Linked DNA regions of Mus musculus: regions 2 and 3 are each linked to region 1. A link is a contact called in public HiChIP or PLAC-seq data. All regions are on one chromosome and are shown on one strand. The core of a region is the stretch at or near the end of the contact, and the rest is flanking DNA. Distances in the headings are between cores, read along the strand shown. Region 1 holds the start of Lrmp (lymphoid-restricted membrane protein). Region 2 overlaps LOC105247329 (a long non-coding RNA gene). Region 3 has its middle 26 kb from the start of Gm15706.

The links. HiChIP or PLAC-seq counts read pairs in DNA pulled down with a chosen protein or histone mark.
Region 2: a FOXA1 HiChIP or PLAC-seq map of pancreatic cancer cells shows a contact between it and region 1. The contact joins the enhancer-like site here to the promoter of Lrmp in region 1. A contact is called at or near these places in 3 of 115 datasets of contacts at active chromatin or transcription factors (double positive thymocytes, microglia and pancreatic cancer cells) and 1 of 9 other capture datasets (adipose tissue).
Region 3: a contact with region 1 is called in a BATF HiChIP or PLAC-seq map of CD8 T cells, with 10 read pairs. The contact joins the enhancer-like site here to the promoter of Lrmp in region 1. A contact is called at or near these places in 1 of 484 Hi-C or Micro-C datasets (B cells), 6 of 115 datasets of contacts at active chromatin or transcription factors (CD8 T cells, the HPC-7 cell line, double positive thymocytes and 3 more) and 2 of 9 other capture datasets (adipose tissue and pancreatic islet).

Annotation. Positions count from the first base shown.
Region 1 is chr6:145,119,830-145,123,284 of GRCm38.p6, reverse strand. It overlaps Lrmp (lymphoid-restricted membrane protein), which reads right to left and starts at 1,516. Exons shown (of 19, transcript NM_008511.4): 1 at 1,179-1,516.
Region 2 is chr6:145,372,217-145,375,671 of GRCm38.p6, reverse strand. It overlaps LOC105247329 (a long non-coding RNA gene), which reads left to right. Exons shown (of 4, transcript XR_001785414.2): 3 at 562-756. Among named protein-coding and RNA genes, the nearest start is that of Gm38926, 26 kb to the right of the region's middle. Within about 2 kb of position 1,596, at least 93 of the 459 cell types and tissues checked have an H3K27ac peak or open chromatin away from gene starts, as enhancers often do. A contact at or near this core is called in pancreatic cancer cells, where this site is marked.
Region 3 is chr6:145,274,707-145,278,161 of GRCm38.p6, reverse strand. No RefSeq gene overlaps it. Among named protein-coding and RNA genes, the nearest start is that of Gm15706, 26 kb to the right of the region's middle. Within about 2 kb of position 1,796, at least 235 of the 459 cell types and tissues checked have an H3K27ac peak or open chromatin away from gene starts, as enhancers often do. A contact at or near this core is called in B cells, CD8 T cells, the HPC-7 cell line and 6 more, where this site is marked.

The DNA of each region.
Region 1 (3,455 bases), core at 267-2,766:
GATGTAATATCAATTTCATCAAAAGACAGATGTAAGTGGCCGGTGGGTTAGTGCTCTGAGCATGGGCTCTGAAGCACCAAACTGGGCGCAGCTGCTTATCGGTGCCTCCACAGGGTAGCTCTTCTCACAAGAGACCCTTCTCCAAAGCCTCCTGAGCAATGACAACACTGTACCCTCCCTGATTTAAAGAACAGTTTTTATTGCTTTCTGAAACATTGAAAACCAGTGAGCTGTACAAACCAAGACAGTAACAATAAAATATTGAACAATGTTGCTATTCTAAAAGGAAGCAATTCCTTAAACGCCTCAGCCACTTCCTCAGGCCAACAGTGAAAAAGGTACAGAAATTCACAATAAACCCAGACCAAGCACCATTTGGGTCACGAGATAAATGAACTCTTATGTCTGGAAAAAAAAAATCTGTCCCACTAAATTAAGAAGTTCACTGAACAAAAGCAGCTGTCCGGTAAACGGCGAGGCACGCAAGCTTTACAATTTCCATTTCATCTTTGTAGAATAAAGCAGGTTTATAAATAGCCTGACATTTGTAATTTGACACTTGTCTTCTCACATTATTCTTGGTAAATGCTCATAATAGGCCTTTGGCTGGCACACAAAATTCTAAATACCCGTTTCAAAGGTAAAGTATATTTGAGCAGAGGAACGCACACAGTTTAACCCCAGCACTCTGGAGGCAGAAGCAGGTAGATCTCTGTGAGTTTGAGGTGAGCATAGTCTACAGAGAGTTTTAGGTCAGTCAGAACTACACAGTGAGACCCTGTCTCAAAAACAAAACTAAAGTGTGCATATATATCCATACATACACACACACATTTATATTAAGAACACATTAAAAATTTTAAAGCAAGTTTACATGTGTTTAATATTGATACACACTCTTGCACACAAGGGTAAGTTGCCTCTGAGCTAAGTAAGCCCCAGCTCTGTTTCATTTTAAACGGAAAGATAGCCATAGACAAATCTAGCAACAGCCTGGGGTGCGGGGAGCAGGGGAGGGGTCTATGGCCCTGGCCAGAGGCTGAGATCCCGGGAGCGAGAGCGAGCGATGCTAGCTAACCCTTCCACTGGCTAACCCAGCAGCTGGGATCCAGGAAAGCGGCAGAGGCTCTTCCTCCTCATCCTGGGCGACATGAACCAGAGTAGAATGAGCTACTTACACTGAACGCCCCTGGTCTTCAGCTCCTGAGTCTGAGTAGTGCTGGGGACTGTGATCTCCTTCTGGAATCGCTTCCTCTAGTTCTTGTAGCAGAGGCTTGCCTCATGCGCAGGCCCCATCCTGATCCCCCTGACCCATATGCACAGGTCAGCCTGGGTTTGAGCCGCGGGAAGGGCGCTGGATGCTTGTTCTTAGGCACAGGAAACTGGAAATATGCTTTTCTTCTCAGGGAAATGATAAGCGTAGGCTCAACTTCTGCAATTCTGTTTGCACGGGCGGGCGCAGCAGGCCCAGATCCTTCCACCCAGAGAGTCCCTAGAAGCAACTTAAGCTTTCTGTACTCCCCTCTTTCACCAGAAGGCTGTTAACACCGCCTCCTCTGCACCCCTGCACCCCTGCACCCTTGCGCCCTGCACTTCCTCTGCGCAGGCTAAAGGCCAGCCTCCTGGGACAATTGAATAGTTCCTTTTTTCCCCCTCCTCCATTTTTGCTTCACATTTTAAGGACATCTGAGGTGATATCCCTGAGTTTCATATTGCCAAGGCCTCCGGACCCCTGGCTCTATGTGCTCTCTGGCTATGGACCTTCTTCCTAGTGGGCACATCTTGCAGCCGCTTAGCAATGTCTAATGGTTTCTGAATGAAGTCGAAATTTTAAAAAAAGAAAGGGGGGGAGGGGGTGTGTGGAGGGAACGACAGAAACACCCTGAGCTTTCAGTGACACTTCAGTCACAAGTCACTCTGAGAAACTGTGAGGAACTCAAACTTCTTTAGAGAGGACCTGAAAAAATGAAAGCATTTAGAAATACAGGCTCTTGAGTAAAGCAACCCCAGAGCTCACAATCAACTCCACAGCTTCCTCGGGCTGTTTCGGATGAGCACGTGGCATGACTGGCTCCCCACGAGCTCGCTGTGACACCTGCGGCACACAAGTAGGATGTTCTACATTGGGAGCAGGGTGACAAGTTTAGTTTTTACACACCAACACGAGCTATTTAGAGGAAAGTGGGTGCGGAGGGAAATGCGTCTTTGTTTCGTTAACCTTTCTCCTTTGGACTGTCAATCATAGGAAACGGGCAGAGCTTTAGTACCGGAAGTATCTCCCCCAACACAGCTGGAAACTCACTGGATATTCCCACTGTGAACTCAGAGGTCATTCTCTACCTCTTATCTCCCACCACAAATGTCCTTGAGCCTTTAGCACTTCTCATTTGGCTCCCACTCTCCGCTAGCCAGCAAGACTAATCTGTGGCGTACTGATGACTCAGTGGTTACCAGGAACTGCTTGAGTACAAACCTTAACCCACTGGGCCCACCCATTTTGAATTAGGATCAAAGTGGGGGGGGGGGGTAGAGGGAAGACAGCCATCAGTCCCAGGCTCCTTGCAGTTAAAGCCTAACTGTGTGCCTGCATAAAACAGCACTGCTTATAACATCAGAAGCAAGAAGGACCACGGCCCTTTCAGCATCGTTTTGTATATAGAGGCATTCCCCAAAGCTGCTTGCGCGACCGCCTACAGTCGCTTATGCTCTGTAATGGCGCTAAAACAATATGAACAATGTATATTGAAATCTACACTCTTAAATATTTATAGTTCTTACTAAAAGAGGTAATGCTCTTTTGAGATAGGATCTCATATACCCCAGGCTGGTCTCTAATTTTCTATGTAGCTGAGAACTTCTGGTCCTCCTTCCTCTACCTCCCTAGAGTTGGAATTACACACATCCACCACCTAGAGCAGCTTGTGCTCTCATGCTAATTTATGTTACCCAAAAACCTGTTTGCAGTGTCCTGCATGTAGGCTAAAGGAAGCCTACCCCCAGCTGGCTCTGATTGGAAAATAAAGTTGCCAGTGGCCAATGACTGGGCAAGGAGACAGAGGCGGGACTTTTAGAATTCCAGAGTAAGAGAGGAGGAGGAAGAAGGGATCCCACCATGAGAAGGGCATAGGACAGACTATGCCAGGAAGGAGCAGGGGGGAGAGCAGGCTGAAATGTAGGTACGAGGGGGAAAGCAGCCCCAGAAGGGCTGCCCAGAAGGGTCTTGGACAGCAAAGATAAAATATATATTTAGTAAGTGTTAACTCAGGAATATCAGAAGGGAGTGTATGCTAGCTTCGGGGCAGTTTAAGTGCCATTTATCTAGGTAAGGTATATTAAAAATAAACCAACGTGAGCAAAAAGCTAACGCGAACCTACCAGGAGTATAAAGCAGAATTTTAACTATTTGCTGAGACAACCACTAAGTCTAATTTATTCAGTACAAAGACTGGACTTGA
Region 2 (3,455 bases), core at 347-2,846, 250 kb before region 1:
CCATGGCTCTGAGATTTGTTCTTTCCATTGAGATCCTACAGACTTGAGTTCATCTTCTGCTATGCCAATGTAATAATTTGGAGGGAAGTATGTCTTGGGATTGTATAAGAGCCATCTGTGGGAAGCGTGAGTGATAAACCCCACGTTGGTCTAAGGTTGTGACCTGAGAGCCGTGGTGAACGAAAACTCTCCTGTCCCACAGAGAATTTACATGGGGTTTGTACATACCAGCCTTGATTTATTTCTCTGGCTTAGCTGCAAGGTGCATGTTATTCTCTGGGTATTTAAATATCACCAATAAATGACAAAGTTAAATGCTTAAAAATTTTAGTTAACTGGCCTCTTCAAGTGTTTTCAAAGAGACAAATGGGAAGAGATACAATATGTTAGTGGACATGAGAGAGTGGGGGAGGGGACATTTGGTGGGCATAAGCAAGTAGGGGGGTTGGTGGACATGAGAGAGTGGGGGAGGGGGCATTTGCCTCTAGCATATTCAGCACACCATATGGATGTTTTTGTCTTCACAATGATTTAAGAAAACATATTTTTCTAACTTTGCAGATGAAAAAGTTGAGCCAAGAGTATCCAGTAGCTACCACAGGAGAACCGCTTGTTAGCCAGAAGCAAGATGCAGTGGGCTGCCCACCTGGTCTCCAGAGTGTGTCTCCTCTGCTGACATCAGACCCATTTCTTCAGCATTTCAACACAAGTCAAAGACAAGCAGCTTCCAGGAAACTTCTAGTCCCTCCACAGCAGGTGAGTACTGCTGAAGCCTCCAGCTTAGGGTCCTTAGCCTCTGCAGTGTAGAGACAGCCATTGGGCTATCCAGCCCTATCAAGTCAGTCAATCTGGTGAATTCTCATGGATGTAAGTATGTGTATATATGTTTACACAGTCACAGTGTGTGTATGCATTCTCCCTGCCCTGTTCCTCTAAAACTCTGACAAACCACAGAGGAGTGCCCAGAGGTCACCAAGTTCTTGCTCCCAGACTAAAGGACTGCTCATAACATGAGGTACCTGCATCTCTAGAACCTGTCTGTCTCTCCACGTCTTTGCTCTGGTGTCAACTTTACCTGTAACCACTCTGTTACCATGACAGCAAGGCAGGAAGCAAGAGAGTGTGGGGACAGTGGAGGAGTTTGAACATGACAATCGAGGCTTAGTGGCCCACACCTGTCACTCCAGTAGTAGGGAGGCCAAGACAGGAGGATCTCCAGTCAAGGCCAGCATGGCTTACAGAATGAGACTCTATCATCCAAACAAACAACACACACACACACACACACACACACACACACACACACCCCAAAACAAAACATACCAAGGAGAGTGGGTGCATCATGCAGGGCCTGGTTACCTGCATGGTCCACTCGGCCATACTTGGAGGCCATCTGGACCCACTGAACCTCAGAGTAGAGAGGATGAGGAGGCTTGTGAGTCCTTTTCTGTCTGTCTAAGCGCACAGTGAGCTCACTCACTGCCCTGGGTGGTGTCTAGAGGATTAAAGAAAACAAGAAATGAAAGCACTAATCCTGGTGCCTAGCACACATCAATCACCAAGTGTGAGACCGCAGCGCCGAGGATGGAAGCTAGCGCTGTGCTCAGTGACAGCCTGCACAGTCATGCTTGAGTAAAAGCTTCCTGGTGTGGACTTGAAGGATGAATAACAGGAATCTGCATGTCGTGGGGGTGGCATGCGAGTGGGTGTGTGAAGCCTCATGAGCAGGATGTGCAGGGATAAAAATAGCCCTCCAGGCAGCTGGTAAACACCTTCCATGGGGAGACAGTAAGACACCATGGTCTTCTTCCCATTTTCCAAAATGTCATCTCTCATCAGCCAAGAGCTTTGAAGAATGTTTGGTCCTAGTGACTCATCACCACCATAAACCAATCAATCACTGTGACTCATTCCCATCCCTGTTGGAGCAGCAATACAGACAAGTAGTGTGTGAATGCTCGAGAGTATGTGAGTGTGTTTGTGTGTGAGAATATGTGTGAGTGTATGTGTATGTGAGTGTAAGTGTGTGTATGTGACTGTGTGTGTATGAGTGGTATGAGTATATATGTGAGTGTGTGTGTGACTGCATAACTGTGTGAGTGTATGTGTATGTGAGGTGTGTGTCTATGTGAGTGTGCATGAGTGTGTATGAGTATATATGGGACTGTGTGTGTGCATGTGTGACTGTATGAGTGTGTGTGTATGTGAGTGTGTATGTGTGAATGTGAGCCTGTATGAACGAGTGTGTATGTGAGAGAGAGAGAGAGAGAGTGTGTGTGTGTGTGTGTGTGTGTGTGTGTGTATGCACATGTACACATACAGATGTGCCTCTCTGCACCTGAGACTTGCTTTCTGCAGAGTAGAGAACATTCGTTTAAGCACAGGAGAGTTGATAGTGGGCTGTTCCACCATGAGAATCAGCAATGGTGGAACGACACCAGCGTTAAACAACAAAATCCAAAGGACGGAAAGAGTCAAGCACTGTGCTTGTTTTTTGGTTGGTTTTATTTTCTTAGTGGTTGAACCCAGGGCCTTGTGTGTGCGAGAAAAACACTACTTCTGGGCTGTTAAAACATCTCTATTATGCTGACATTTTGTGATGTGGGCCCAAGAAAGTATTATAAAAATGCATATTTCAATGCAACATTTAAAATTTTCCTAGCACCTGGAAATAGTGATGAACCTGATGATGCTTCTCTTGACCTAACGGCGCGGGAAGGAGTGGAGAGCCCGAGAGAAGCCATGTTGAAATGCTCTCTTTCACTTGGTCGTCTGCACTCAGGCTTCCTGTGTCTGGTATGTGATCATGCCAAGGTTAAACATTTAAGAGAAAAGTAGGGAATGCGAAGACATTTCAAAACGTTGTGTCAACTTAGCTCCTTCCAGATCTAAGCCCCAGTACTAGCTTATTATATTTTGAATAGATATGGAGAAATAAATAATAAAAGCAGCTTCATTTGCCACTGACGGGCAACATATGAGCACAGCGTAGAATGTTCGAGGAGGCAATATTGTCACTGAAGCAACTGAACCAGACTTACACACAGCAACTGTTAAGTAGCTAGGGCAGTGAAGGGCAGGTACGCATAATGCTACTTCCAGGTACATAAAATACAACTACTTATTATTGACTTGTAAGCTATGGGTTAGAAGAAATATAAACAAGCTCAATACAGTGTTGACTCTGGGGAAGAGGAAGAAGAGAAAGAAGGAGAAGAGACAGGAAGTGGACTCAGCTTTATCATTCAGGTTAAAAACAACAGAGTAAGCTGTTGACAGCTGGGACTGGAAAGGCAGCCGGCACACCTACTAAAAGTGTGCCCTCCTCCTGTGGAGAACTAGAGTTTGGTTCCCAGCAGCCATGCCCCATTCACAGGGCTCACAGCTGCTATCAACTCCAGCTCCAAGAGAATAACCCTCTAACCCTCTGCTGGCCTCTGCTGGTAGCTGTAGTC
Region 3 (3,455 bases), core at 547-3,046, 150 kb before region 1:
CTCATTCAAATTCTACTTTCTGAGTGTAGATGGAGCATAGCCAAGTGGCCTCCTGCTTCTGCCATTAAGGCTTCGCTCATGGATGTCTGCTGCTATGCCCCCCTCTCTGTGATAGGCTGTCTCCCTCCAGAAAGAGAAGGCAAAATAAACTCCTTCGGCCCTACTTGGCCCTTGTTAGTGCGACATCAGTGAGAATCACCAACACACGGGGAACAGAAAGAGATGTGTAGTCACGTCTGCGGTTTGATGTCTACTGAGCTGGGCTTTACATGATTTCATTGTTGGAAAGAATCTGAAAGGAAAACCTTATCAATCAGATAAAATTAGTGTTTTCAGACGCTCTTAAGAAAGAATACAGAGAAGGTTGGAGTGATTAATAATTACAAAATGGTAATACCTCATATTTGAAAAGCCATGAGTGCTTTTTAGGGAATTATAATTATAATCACAACTAAATTATATAGAGATAATATGTGTGGATAGCCTGTGAGGTAATGTCTCCTCCTTATCTTCTTCCTAATCCCTTGATTGTACAGCCAAAAAAAAAAAAAAAAAAAAAAAAGGCTCAAAACATTAGATTCTTACAACAAAATCAATGTCTGTAATAGATATGAATATCCTTATGACAAATCACTTATAAATGTTTCCCTGCCAAGCACTGTGCACACCCCACAGTCTGCGGCTTTATTTATGGGTGTGATGGAAGTTGCCCCTCTCAGTCAGTCTTGAAGGATTGATTAATGCATGACTGGGCATGCTTAACATTTGACAAGAGTTAACGCAAGCCTTCCTCCTGATATGCGGCCCGAGGCCTTTCTTTATACCCCACGTCAAACCTAGGACAGAGCTTCTGTCACTCACATTGTTTAAGGGAGGAAATGGCGAAATCGTATTGGCAGAATAAGCGCCTGGAGCTGGGGTTGGAGATTCTCTAATGAGAGTTTCAAAGTCTTTGTTACACTATGGAATCTTCCTCCAGCAAAGAAAAAGATATGCCTGTGCACATACGAAGTCCAGCCCAGAAAGCCTGGGCTCTGGGTGAGTAGCCGGTTTTGTGGTTTTGATCCTAGTCCTGTTTCTGCCTTCCCACTTCCTTGTAGCATCCCGAGGTGGGAAACTAAGGACGCATTTCTTGTTCGCTTCCTACTCTACTTTTTCTAAAGTCAGCAATCTTCCTTCAATGCATATACCAATACCACTCACTCTCCTAAGCAAAGACAATTCGGCCAAAGCGGCTCACTTTTGGCAGGGTTTACCAGCCAAGCTTTAGACTTTTCCATATTCGGTAGGTTCTGCAGTGATGAGGACCACTAACATACCTTAACACCAGGCTTTGTTTAGTTTCAAAATTGAATGATAAACACCGTGCAGTCTTTCAGGCTAAGTGTCTTTGGTTACAACAGTTTGTGGCTCTCCCGTGCAAAGCATCACAGTGGCTTGGTGAGATGCTCCCTAGAGGTGTGTTGCTACGTCCTTGCTGTTGTTGAGACTTGCTAATTAGTCAGGGAGGGCATGGGACCTGAAGTCTCCTGGCCTGGAATGTAGCACTCAACTTTCTTTTGTCTTGCAGAATTTGCGTAGGAAACATCCTGGGAGGGTCAACGCTGGGTAAATGCAGAAGTGGAGGGAAGGAAGACAGGAAACAGAAGCCATGAGTAAGCAAAGCCGCAAGACTGAGAGAAAGTGAGCGAAGTCAGTGGTAGTAATTAGAAAATAAGCAGGTGGAGAAAAGCAGACGCTAGAGCTGAGTCATGGGCGTGGCAAGGAGCCAAGGTCTCCCGTGACGTCACGGGAGGGGAGCTGAGTGCTGGTCAAGGGAGGGGAACGGAGGCGCCCTCGCTGGAGCTGTTCCTCACAGCTCGCCCGCCCGATGGCCAAGACAGGCTAGTGAGTTCTCCATTAGCCAGTCAACGGGCCCTTCAACTTTTACCTACTTTTTCTCACCATTCGCTTTTAAGCAAACCTGGAACAGATGATCAGGTGGTTATTTCTAATTCTTTGCACCTTCAAAGGATCAAATTAACACGATAATAGCAGAAGTCATCTGGGACAGACAAGGCACTCCACATGCTGTGTGTGGCCTTGGGGGTCCTACAAACCTCAAACCGCCAGACTGAAACTCAAATCCAAGGCCACATTGTTTTGAAGTTTCAGTTAGGTGACTTCTCTATCTAGCTTTAAAGTGCAGGGCAAGGGGAGTGGAGGTGGGGGAATTCCTTTGTTTGCTTGCTTGATTTTGCAAGAAAGTCTGCTCTTCCCCCCCCCCCCCATCCAGGTGAAGCCCCAAACTGCATAAATTTAGGTATGGAAATAAGACACCTGTTCTAAGAAATTGGAGGACTGACAGACCTCTTGGGATATGAGTTTCAGAATGTATTTTACATTGTTTTTCCAATATTTTGGACTGGGCAAAAACAAGTGAACTACTTTTTTTTTTTTTTTTGGTTTGTCCAGACAGGGTTTCTCTGTGTAGCCCTCGCTGTCCTGGAACTCACTCTGTAGACCAGGCTGGCCTCAAACTGAGAAATCCACCTGCCTCTGCCTCCCGAGTGCTGGGATTAAAGGCGTGTGCCACCACTGCCTGGTGAACTACTTTAATAATAGAAAATACTTCTTAGAGTTCAAATGGTCTCGGGGAATGCGATATCCTTATGTCTGACTCATTTTGCCTAAGTCTGTATTGTTTAATAAGAACTGATCATCGTAAAGAGGCTCACTAAGTGTTTGAACTCAGTTTCTGGTTAGTTTGTTTCTGGTTGTTTCTAGTGAAAGTGCCTTCTGACCTGAGGAAGCTCCCCAATTCCAGTTAAAAACAAAGAGATAGCAATTTGAATACTAATGAAAAAGAAACTATGTTCTTAACTTAGGTATAAAAGAAAAGGGGCCAAGGGGAAAGGGTATAAAAAGAAAAGAGTTGAGGAGAAAGGAGGGGGAGGGTAAAGTGTGGGGGCAGAAAGGAGGCCTTAAAGGACTGTAAGTTTGTGGATTCAATGGCATATGTTGTCAACAACCCACATTTCTCATAGTGAGCGTCAGCTCCTCACACTGTCACCATCAAACTACGCTTTGACTTGACTGCTGTGAGACTCCAGACTTTATAAGTCTCATCAAATTTTATTACAACAACTCCCAGTTTGTCTTACCTCTGCTCTGCTCTGTGGAGATCCATGGCTGCCTTATTCCTCATTGTCTACATGATCAGACCATCAGACCAATACCCAGCAAAGGTATTCCTACCTGTGGTCAGCCCCAGAGAATTTGCTAAAGCCTCATTAACAGTCATTGTTGGGCCTAAAGACACCGGTTCTGGAAACAGGCCCATAAACAGGGCCATCTGCATAGAGGACATGATGAGGCTGATTCGAAAATACCACCCTTTGGCATGGTTCTTGGTATACTGCTAAGATCCAAAAATGATTATCTTAAAAAATAATAATGGACAGTTCCCCATAATA